Linked DNA regions of Macaca mulatta: region 2 is linked to region 1. Evidence: chromatin contacts called from public Hi-C data. All regions are on one chromosome and are shown on one strand. The core of a region is the stretch at or near the end of the contact, and the rest is flanking DNA. Distances in the headings are between cores, read along the strand shown.

Region 1 (4,977 bases), core at 1,399-3,898:
GATGAAACCCTAAACAGTAAGAACAGTTGAAGTGCTAGGGAATAATGGCTAATTTCATTTCTTTAAGAATTTTGGGAGCTTCTGACTCTATGTGTTCACCTTTAGAACTAAATTGGATCAAAAGAATGCACTTGACGTACTTGGGGGGAAAAAAGTCCCAATATAAATAAATGTCAGCTCCAAATACAGCTATTTGGTAACATGTTAAACTAGTCCCTAATCTCTGAAAGAAAGAGAAAACCAGATGGTAGTGAGACTTTCATGGTTCTTCACCAAATTACCAAATATCTCAATAGGATAGAAAACAAATCTCCAAATATCAACTCATTTCTTTCTTCTTTTTATTTTTATCTTTGAGATAGGGTCTCACTCTATTATCCAGACTAGAGCGTAGTGGCACGATCCTAGCTCACTGCAGCCTCAAATTTCCGGGCTCAACTGATTTTCTCACCTCAGCCTCCTGAGTAGCTGGGACTACAGGCGTGCACCACCACGCCTGGCTAACTTTCTGTATTGTTTTTGGTTTAGAGAGGGTCTTGCCATGTTGCCCAGGCTGGTCTTGAACTAAGCTCAAGCAATCCACTCGACTCAAACTCCCCAAGTGCTGGGATTATAGGCAAGGGCCACCTTGTCTGGCTAAGTCATTTCTTTATATATTTGTGAAACCCTCAAAATTTTATGAGGGAAATGGTCTTTATTTAAAAATAAACTTTCAACAAAGGCAGAGGAAGTGTAAAAAGTGTATTCTAACCTGTCAGACTGTGTACTATTAAATGACAGTTAAAAGGAGACTGACAAAATTGCCTTTTAAAAAGATAAAAAGACAATAACTAACTTTGCACATAAAGGTTAACATTAGTGAATGTGTGACAACATCTGCACATAAAGGTTAACATTAGTGAATGTGTGACAATATCAATCACTTTCCTGGCCATCACAGCTGTGTCTTCTGCTTCACAACTAAACCATAAGGGTGGGGGGGTGGGGGTAGGGAAGCTTATCAATTGCCTGATTACTTTTCCACATTTAATGTAGCAGCTAATTCTACCCCTGTTATATGATGCATTAATTCCACAGTTATAACCCCAGAACCTAATACAGTGCCTGCTGGAAAGAAAATAAATTGACTAGTTGCAGCAGTTTGCAATATGAAGGGATTGTTACATACAACAGAAAATGGAATTATAGAGGACAGAAAACACTCACTTAACATATCGTGAAGAAGTCTGTTAGTTCTGGATTCTAAATTCTACTCAGTGATACTCTTGCTAAGTCCCTTTAGGCCACCATTACTTTCTTTATCTGTAAAACTGAGTGATTTTATTAAATTAACTTTGGCACCACTTCAAGCTACCTGATAGAAATGAAGTCGACATAAATTGTGATTATGTCCATTGAGTTTCAAAAGGCAACTTTCTTAGGGGAATATTAAATAATGCTCTCTGTAAAATATTTCGTAATGCAAATAATACTCAGGGCAATGTGAAAACAGTCTTAACCTATCTTTGCCGGCCACAATTTTATTTAGTTTCTGTTAAGCTAGTTTTCAAGCCTCTCCACCTCCAAGCATCTAGCACAATGTCTCTGCTCACAACACACGCTCTTAGGCCAACTCCAGAAGAGCACATCTATAAAATGCAAGTTCAGCATTTATTGAAGTTACTAAGGAGAGATGAACTGGGGATTATGGAAGAAAAGATAAGGGCAGTGAGGTGGGAGCTGGAAATCCAGAAGTCAGCTGTAGTTCTCAAATGTCCCAGGGGTCAAAATAATTTTTCTTTGCATCCATTGAGATAAAAAAAAATAATAATTTTAACACTAGGATTAAATTCGGCTCAGCGTTAAATCCTAGCTGCTTCAGAATAAAACTCTTACTTTAATTTCTCTATCGTACAGTCTAGGACATAATAGGTTTTCAATGAAGATCAAACGAGAACCAGGAAGTCAAGAAGCTCAGTTAAGAATAAAACAGGACCACCACCCAATACGTCACTGCGTATTTATAACTTAGCGTTTAAGTTTGTGGACTCTGCGTTCAAAAGGATTCTGCCACTCACATCTCTCTGCCTCACTACTCTCATCCGTAAAATGTGATCATAGGACTAATCTCAGAATTAAATGAGTTAATGTATGAGAAGCGCTTGCCAGTTCACGTTTGTCAGTGCACGTTTGACTTCCTTAATGAACAAAATCTCTTGAAGGCACGGTCCTACTAACTTCTGTACCCTTAACACAGAACTCCATACAATACTCAATGCCTGCCTTTTTTTTTTTTTTTTTTTCCAAATAAAATAACTGACAATACACTCCAGGCTGCAGTCTTCTGGGAGACTGATGTGGAAAGCCGCGAAGGAAAAAGACCCGGGCTCCGCGACCCCCACCCGCGCGACGCCGCCGCCGCCGCCGCGTCGTCACACGGAGCAAAGTCCCCTGGGAAGTGTAGTCTTCAGGACTTCGGAGGGACTTCAGCCACGGGCCGAAGAGCCAGGGAGTTGAGGGAAGGAAGGTAAGGGGAGGGTTACTGGGTAACTCAAAAGTGTCTGTAGCCCCAGAGGTGGGGTAAGACGCTCACCTGAGTCTCCCAACACCAGTACCTTCACCCGATCCAGGGACGCCATCTTGCCACTGCCTTCCTTGGGTTAACGCCTGTTCCGGGATTGTAAGCCAATCAGAGTTGGGCATGGAGGGCAGAGCTTTCAATTTCATTGGCCGCTCGGAGCGTGACTGTCTGAATCGAAGGCTTCACTGAGCTGATTGGCTGGTCTGGTAGCGGGGTGTTTCCCCAGATGGTCGCAGGAATAGTGCGTTTTCTTTGTCGCGTAAGAGGCGTGGCTCATTTAAGCCGGTAGTTGAAGAGCTGAGGGCAGCTGTAGTGGGAGTGTTCCAGGATTCGCTTTGGTAAACCTTGTTCCCTGTTCCTTGTTCGGAGTTCCCTGGCCGGGCATTGCATTTCATGATTTCTTCTTCCTTTCGCTCCCTCTTAACTGTCCTCCCCTATTGAATTACCCTCTTGCCTTGGTCCTCTTGGTTCTCCAAAGAACCATTGACCCCGGAACGGCCCGTGTGGGACCTCGGGTAGGGCGGGCTTGGGTGCGCCGAGTGTGGCCCTAGACCCAACTGGGAGAGTCCGAGGGAGTTTGGGGTCTCGGGGTCTCGCAGTGGGGAGGAGTGCATATCACCGAACGCGTCTCGTGAAGGGCAGCTGGGTCCGGAGGTTTCGCGGTAGTTTGCCGCTATGTGTTCAGTGAAGGCGTGGAAAGTGCCATGAAATGTGGTACCAGAACACCGCAGTTAGATGTGTAGAATCCCAGGTTGTTCTAGAACTGGCGTAGTGGTGTACTGAAGTAATCTAACTGGACTCTTCGCATCCAGCTTTTTTCTCCATTCTGCAGTCAGCGCACACTTTTAACATCGTGAATTTGATCCACTCACCTCCAGCTTAAAACTGTTTTAAATTTAAGAAGAGAGTGCCCAATAGCCTGTCCAATTCTACCGTGGAAGCAAGAGTGGAGGAAGTGAAGCGGGGGGAAGCTGGCAAAATGAGCCATGTTGGAACAACACGTGTCTAGGACACATAAGGAAAGTTTTATGGAAGTACTTGTCTGGCTGTGCTAGATACTGGAAATTAATTGGTGAACAAAATGAAGTCTGGTCTTAGAGATAGACATGGAGAAAGTACAAGAAGGGAGAAAGAGCCATGGAACATGTGAGAGGGGATGATTGTACGCTACCTAATGGGGAGTCTGGGAAGGCCTCTATGAGGAAACGTCATTTGAGACTTGAAGGATGATTAGGAGAAGGGGGTTGGCTTAGTTGTAGGGGCAGAAGGAACAGCTTGTGCAAAGCTGTGGTAAGCACGGAAAGCACATGTGGCTTATGGAATTGAGAATATGCTAGTGTGGCTGGATATGAGGCTGACAGAGTAGACAGAGGGCAGAGGGTGCATTCTTTTCAACTTTGTTTCTCTAGCTCCGTGTCTGGTGCACAATAGTCCTTAAATGTTTATATGATTAAAATACACGTGTCTGGACTGGGGTAGGGAGGTGAGGCTGGGATATGACTCATGGACTATGAAGATCAAAGGAAGAAACAAAAGGTCCTAGGAGGTACCACACTCAGAAGTCTCCAGAGACCAGCCATACTCCTTCCCTAATAATGCCAGCTGCTATTCGTCTTCAGCTTATTGTTTCCATGTGGGACCATGGGCTCACTTTTTCCTCAGATATTTCCAATTTTTCAGGAGGAGCTGGAAGTTGAAATTTATGTGAACTCTTACAATTTTTAAATGTTGACAACTAATTCAGAAAATTTTTGAAACATTTCTTTGGGTGAAACAATGCGTTGGGGGGCTGCCAGTTTGAGAATTCTTACCTAAGACCTCTAGAGATTGAGTAAGGAGATTCAGTGTGAGTGGGAAGTGGTGGAGGAGAGAAGTTAGTGGTCAGGAAGGAGGATTTTAGAATGCACAGATTTTGAACAAGGTGGCACAGCTTCATTTCATTCCTAAGCTCTAGTTTCATTTGTTCAGCTACCTGCTGGGCATATTCAGAGGAATATCCTATGGTATTTCCTCAGAGACACTTCTAAAAATGATTTCCTCATTTCTTCCATATCTGCTCCTCTTCAAGTGTCACCTATTTCTCATGGCAGTACTTTTCCTAGCTACACTGGCTCAAAACAGAGCTATTTAAGATTTTTCCTACTCTCATATTCTGTATCCAATATATTTTGTTGGGTCCTTGTTATTTTTTTTTCTGTAATAACTTTCATTCATTCTGTTCTCTTCTTGCAATTTTTTGCCTTCTTCCGTAGTTTGATTTTATACACCCAATACTTCCACATTGCCTCCACCTTCACCCATTTGAGTCCATTCTTCATATTGGTATAAGAGTCGTTTTTCTAAATAGGGGATTTATTATGAATGCCAGTACTGAATTGAACTCTTATGCCAGCCCTGAAAGCAGAACACTTTGCATT
Region 2 (4,977 bases), core at 1,665-4,164, 130 kb before region 1:
GGCTGGACTTAAACTCCTGGGATCAAGGGATCTTCTGGCTTCAGCCTCTCCAGTAGCTGGGACTGCAGGTACATGTTACCACACCTGGCTAAACTCCCTATTTTTAACACTCATCATAAGCAATCCTCGTGATAATCAGGCAAGTGTGGTAATAGCTACTTTAAGTCATCCAAAGCTTTCTCTCTTTATAGTAACCTTAAGAAATCTTTAACCTAGTCAGCTGGTTTTGAGGTAGGAGGTAGGACTCCGACACCGAACCAAATTGAGCACTAGCCTGAACAGGTCGGAGGTGGAAGCCGCTTTCCATCAGATAGGCACAGCAGTGTGTCAGTTCATCATTGCCATGGCAACACCCGGGAGTTACCACCCCTTTCCAGGGCAATGACCTGATGACCCAAAAGTTACTACCCCTTGCCTAGAAATGTCTGCATAAACTGCCTCTTTTTTTTTTTTTTTTTTTTTTTTGAGACGGAGTCTCACTCTGTCGCCCAGGCTGGAGTGGTGCTATCTCGGCTCACTGCAAGCTCCGCCTCCCGGGTTCACAGCATTCTTCTGCCTCAGCCTCCCGAGTAGCTGAGACTACAGGCTACCACGCCCGGCTAATTTTTTGTATTTTTAGTAGAGACAGGGTTTCACCGTGTTAGCCAGGATGGTCTCGATCTCTTGACCTCGTGATCCGCCCGCCTTGGCCTCCCAAAGTGCTGGGATTACAGGCGTGAGCCACCGTGCCCGGCCAAACTGCCTCTTAATCTGCGTGTTATTAAAAGTGGTAATAAATGTGGGTATAGATGTGACTGAAAGCTGGTCTGAGCTGGTGCTTTCTGCCTATGAGGTGGCTCTACTCTACAGGAGCAGTCACGGCTGTGACACCACCAAAGCTGGAACACCGCCTCTTCAATAAAATTGTTTTCTTCTACCTCCGGGTTGCCCTTGAATTCTTTCCTCAGCAAAGCCAAGTACCCGGGCTGCCTAAGCCCCACTTTGGGGCTCGCCTTCCCCGCGTCAGTTCGTACTCGCTGGACTCATTCCTTTATCCTTTTATTGTTTTTACATGCTCTCCTTCCTAGATCCGTGTCTAATCTACACAGCTTTCTGAAACTTTATGTAGTCTTTAGAATTTTATAACCTGCTCCTGCTTTTCATATTGTATTATTTTCTTTTCTTTTCTTTTTTTTTTTTTTTTTGAGACGGAGTCTCGCTCTGTCGCCCAGGCTGGAGTGCAGTGGCCGGATCTCAGCTCACTGCAAGCTCCGCCTCCCGGATTCCCGCCATTCTCCTGCCTCAGCCTCCCGAGTAGCTGGGACTACAGGCGCCCGCCACCTCACCCGGCTAGTTTTTTGTATTTTTTTAGTAGAGACGGGGTTTCACCGTGTTAGCCAGGATGGTCTCGATCTCCTGACCTCGTGATCCGCCCGTCTCGGCCTCCCAAAGTGCTGGGATTACAGGCTTGAGCCACCGCGCCCGGCCTATTGTATTATTTTCTTAATATTTCAAAACACCTTTGAACAAGTCAGAATTTCCTTTTTTTTTTTTTTTTCTCCTTTAAAATTGAGTCTGAGTAACTCGTCTTGTGTTCATTTATTCTACATTCCCTCAGCCTGCATTCTCATGAGTCCATTTTGCTCTATATTCATCTGGACATTAGACTACTTTGCAAATATTACCATTTCTGCCCGTTCTTTCTGTACTGCTTGATTGTCAGCACCTGGAAGACAAACACCTCATCTTCCATTTTGTCTGGATTTCCCCCACTGAGCCTAGAAGACTGACTTAACACTGACTAGTGTGCTGTGTGCTTCACGCGGTGGGTGCTTAATAAACATTTTAAAACAGTATTAAAATGTTGAATAAATTTGACAGCAGTGCTGCTTCTCATCATTTCAAACGCCAACACTTTCTAGGTCCCTTTTCTAGCAACCATTTTCCAACATACCTACATGCCTCCAGACATTTCAGCCAAGCTGGGCTCTCTTTTGATCCATCTTTCTTTGCCCGAGTTATGGAAATATTGTTTACATTTTTTCCCCTGAGGAGGGAAACCCAAAGACCCTGCTGTGAAACTTGAAGTTGCTTTTTCACCTTGGTAATTGGGGGAGAGGAAAGGACAGCAAGGATAGAGAAGGTTTTATTTCCAATTACTTCAGTTTTCGCCCCAGATCGTCTTTAACAATAAGATACAATGCCCCTATGAGTATTTTCACATCTTTATGTTTTTAATTCTTTGCATCTGAAGAGTGCTAAGGATTTTAGGCAAGAGGTTTTAGTATTTTAACTAAGATGATTTCCTCATGAGCTTTATTCAATACCTCATTTTCTTCTTGACCTTCTATAGTCAGTCAGGCAACATTTCTCTTATAACATCATTTGTCCTATTAATCATTATTTCTTACCTGTGAAAAATAAGCTTACACTTAATGTTGTATGAATCTAGCATGGTAACGTACAGAAAAGCTTATTCTCTTCTTCTTGGGTAGGGAATTCTGTTCTGCTTAATCTATTTGTTAGCTTATTTAATCCTCACAACAACTTTGCTAGGTGGACAGGAGTCATTATCTCCAGGATAAGGAAAAGGAAACTCAGAGACGTTAAGTGACTTATCCAAGTGACACAGCACTGTTAGACCCACACTGAAAACCCGGACTTCTGACTCCACAGCTAGTCCCACACAGCTCAGCTTTACATAATAGGCCCTGGTTGTGTCAGTAGAGACAAGGCTGCTAGGAAGAAGCAGCCGAGTGACAGATGAGTAGGTAGGGAGCGGCGGTGGGGCAGGTCGAAACGCGAGAAGAGCACTTCGCGCATGCGCATATCACTGAGCGAACACGGCCGTGTTCAGGAAGGTAGGAGAAAGAGGCGGAGCTCCTTGTTAACGCCATCGCCAACCTCTGCTAACGCGCAGGCGCGCTTCCTGAAGCTGAAGGTCCGCATAAAGACAAAGGGCCTCAGAATCGCGCAGGCGCAGTTGTGCCCTGGGTCGCCAAGATGTCGACCTCAAAGTACAAGCCGTCGCACCTGGCCACTCTGCCCGAGAGCCTCGACCCAGCTGAATACAACACATCTCCGGAAACCCGGCGGGCGCAAGCCGAGCGGTTGGCTATAAGAGCCCGGCTGAAACAAGAGTACTTGCTTCAGTACAACGATCCCAACCGCCGAGAGCTCATCGTGAGTGCGGGGCCTGCCGGGCGGGAATAGGGTCCGAGTCCTGGGAGAGACCGAGAGACCACGCAGTGTGTCGGCCACCGTTCCCGATCAGTATCGCAGACGCAGGTCTTCTTCAAGGCCTAGCCAACTCACTACCCTTTCACCTTTGCCAGAGCTTGGCCCTCGAGAGGACCGGCTCTGGAGTCAGACCTGGCTCGGTTTGAATCCTTGATCACTTCCTGCCTGCGTGACCTTAAGAAAGTTACTCACTCTGCTTATCCTCCCTCGATTTTCTGTCTGCAAAATGGGCGTAATATAGTGCTTACTCTTTTATCAGGCTGTTAGGATTAAATGAGATAGAGCGTGTGACTGGCCTAACACAGTGCCTAGTTCGTAAGGCGTGTTCAGAAAATGTTTCCCTCTCTATATATGCATATATATATATATATATAATTTTAAAGAGCTGGTGTTTACTTTTCAGTTCACACCTCATAGGGGTACTGCTCTCTCCTGATGAGAATACAGTGATTCCTTCAGCCTGCATCTTTTAAAGACCCTGCAGCTTGTTGAAGTTCTAGGCTTTGGAGTCAGAACCCAAAGCACTACTCATTGGCTAACTCTATTACTTTGGGCAACTTTAACTCCTCTGAATTATAGTTTCCTGATTTCATATATAAATGATGTGCATTCTTTATAGAATTATGAGGTTAAATAAGATAGTCTGTGTAACATTCCCAGCACATAGTATATGCCCAGTAAACTGGTAATTAACAGGTATGCTTCTATCAGATAGTTTTCTATACAGGAGCTAAATAGGTCAAATACGATGTTAACAGAACAGGACATTTCCCACACGTTGCGTTGGTGTTTTGGAATTTTGGGAAGTTATGAGGATTGAATGAAAGTTACAATGTGCCAGGCACTGTGGTAAACTTTACATATCACAACTATTTGGATAATTAAGCTCTACTACTGTCCCCATTTTACAGATGAGAAGACAACGTGGGAAGGACAAGTAGGTCATATAGAGGTGCCCCTTTAGCAGGTGATAGAGCAAAATTCTAACCCTGGTTTGTGTAACCCACAGCGTCTGCTTTTAACTAGTAGGCTGTACTGTCTCCAGCCAGAACCTTGTTAACTTGGGAAGAGGGTGCAGAAAGACACATTTATTACAAACTCACATGATTGGGTTTGATGTGTTAGTGTGATGCATTAAAAGAGAATAAGGCCTCAGTCAGACCTGAAACTGAAACCAAGATCTTCTATCTTCTAGCTAATATGCCTCAGGGTAGTTTCAATTTTCTCATGTGTAAATAGAGGTAATACTACCAGTCTCTTTGGTTTTGTTGATTAAATGAGTGTGTGACACTATCATTCATTAATCAATACATGTAAATTGTCTTGCCTAATTTTTTTTTTTTTTCTTGAGAGAGGATCTTGCTCTGTTACCCAGGCTGGAGTGCAGTGGTGCGATCTCGGCTCAACTGCAACTTCTGCCTCCTGGGCTCAAGCTGTCCTCCCACCTCAGCTTTCCAAGTATCTGGGACCACAGATATGCGCCACCACGTCCGGTTAATTTTTTGTATTTTTTATAGAGATGGAGTTTCATCATGTTGCCCAGGCTGGTCTTGAACTCCTGAACTCAAGCGATCCTCCTGCCTCTGCCTCTCAGAGTGCTGGGATTACAGACTTGAGCCACTGCGCCCGGCCATCTTGCCTACTCTTTAAGAATGATTGATTGAATCAGTAAATAATTGCTCAGGGTCTATTATGGCCCTATTTTACATGCCAAGATAACAATGGAGATCAAAACAGGCAAAAATTCCTGTCCTTGTA

What was found. Hi-C and Micro-C count contacts between places; a contact is called where the count stands out from the background.
Region 2: a Hi-C map of fetal cortical plate shows a contact between it and region 1, with 2.9 times the contacts expected there. The contact joins the promoter of NDUFB4 here to the promoter of RABL3 in region 1. A contact is called at or near these places in 6 of 14 Hi-C or Micro-C datasets (CD4 T cells, blood, cortical neurons and 3 more).

The regions. Positions count from the first base shown.
Region 1 is chr2:162,994,682-162,999,658 of T2T-MMU8v2.0, reverse strand. RABL3 (RAB, member of RAS oncogene family like 3) reads right to left here and starts at 2,648. Exons shown (of 8, transcript NM_001194507.2): 1 at 2,573-2,648. The coding sequence starts at 2,618. GTF2E1 (general transcription factor IIE subunit 1) reads left to right here and starts at 2,852. Exons shown (of 5, transcript NM_001260889.1): 1 at 2,852-2,898.
Region 2 is chr2:163,121,837-163,126,813 of T2T-MMU8v2.0, reverse strand. NDUFB4 (NADH:ubiquinone oxidoreductase subunit B4) reads left to right here and starts at 2,914. Exons shown (of 2, transcript NM_001266522.1): 1 at 2,914-3,162. The coding sequence starts at 2,983.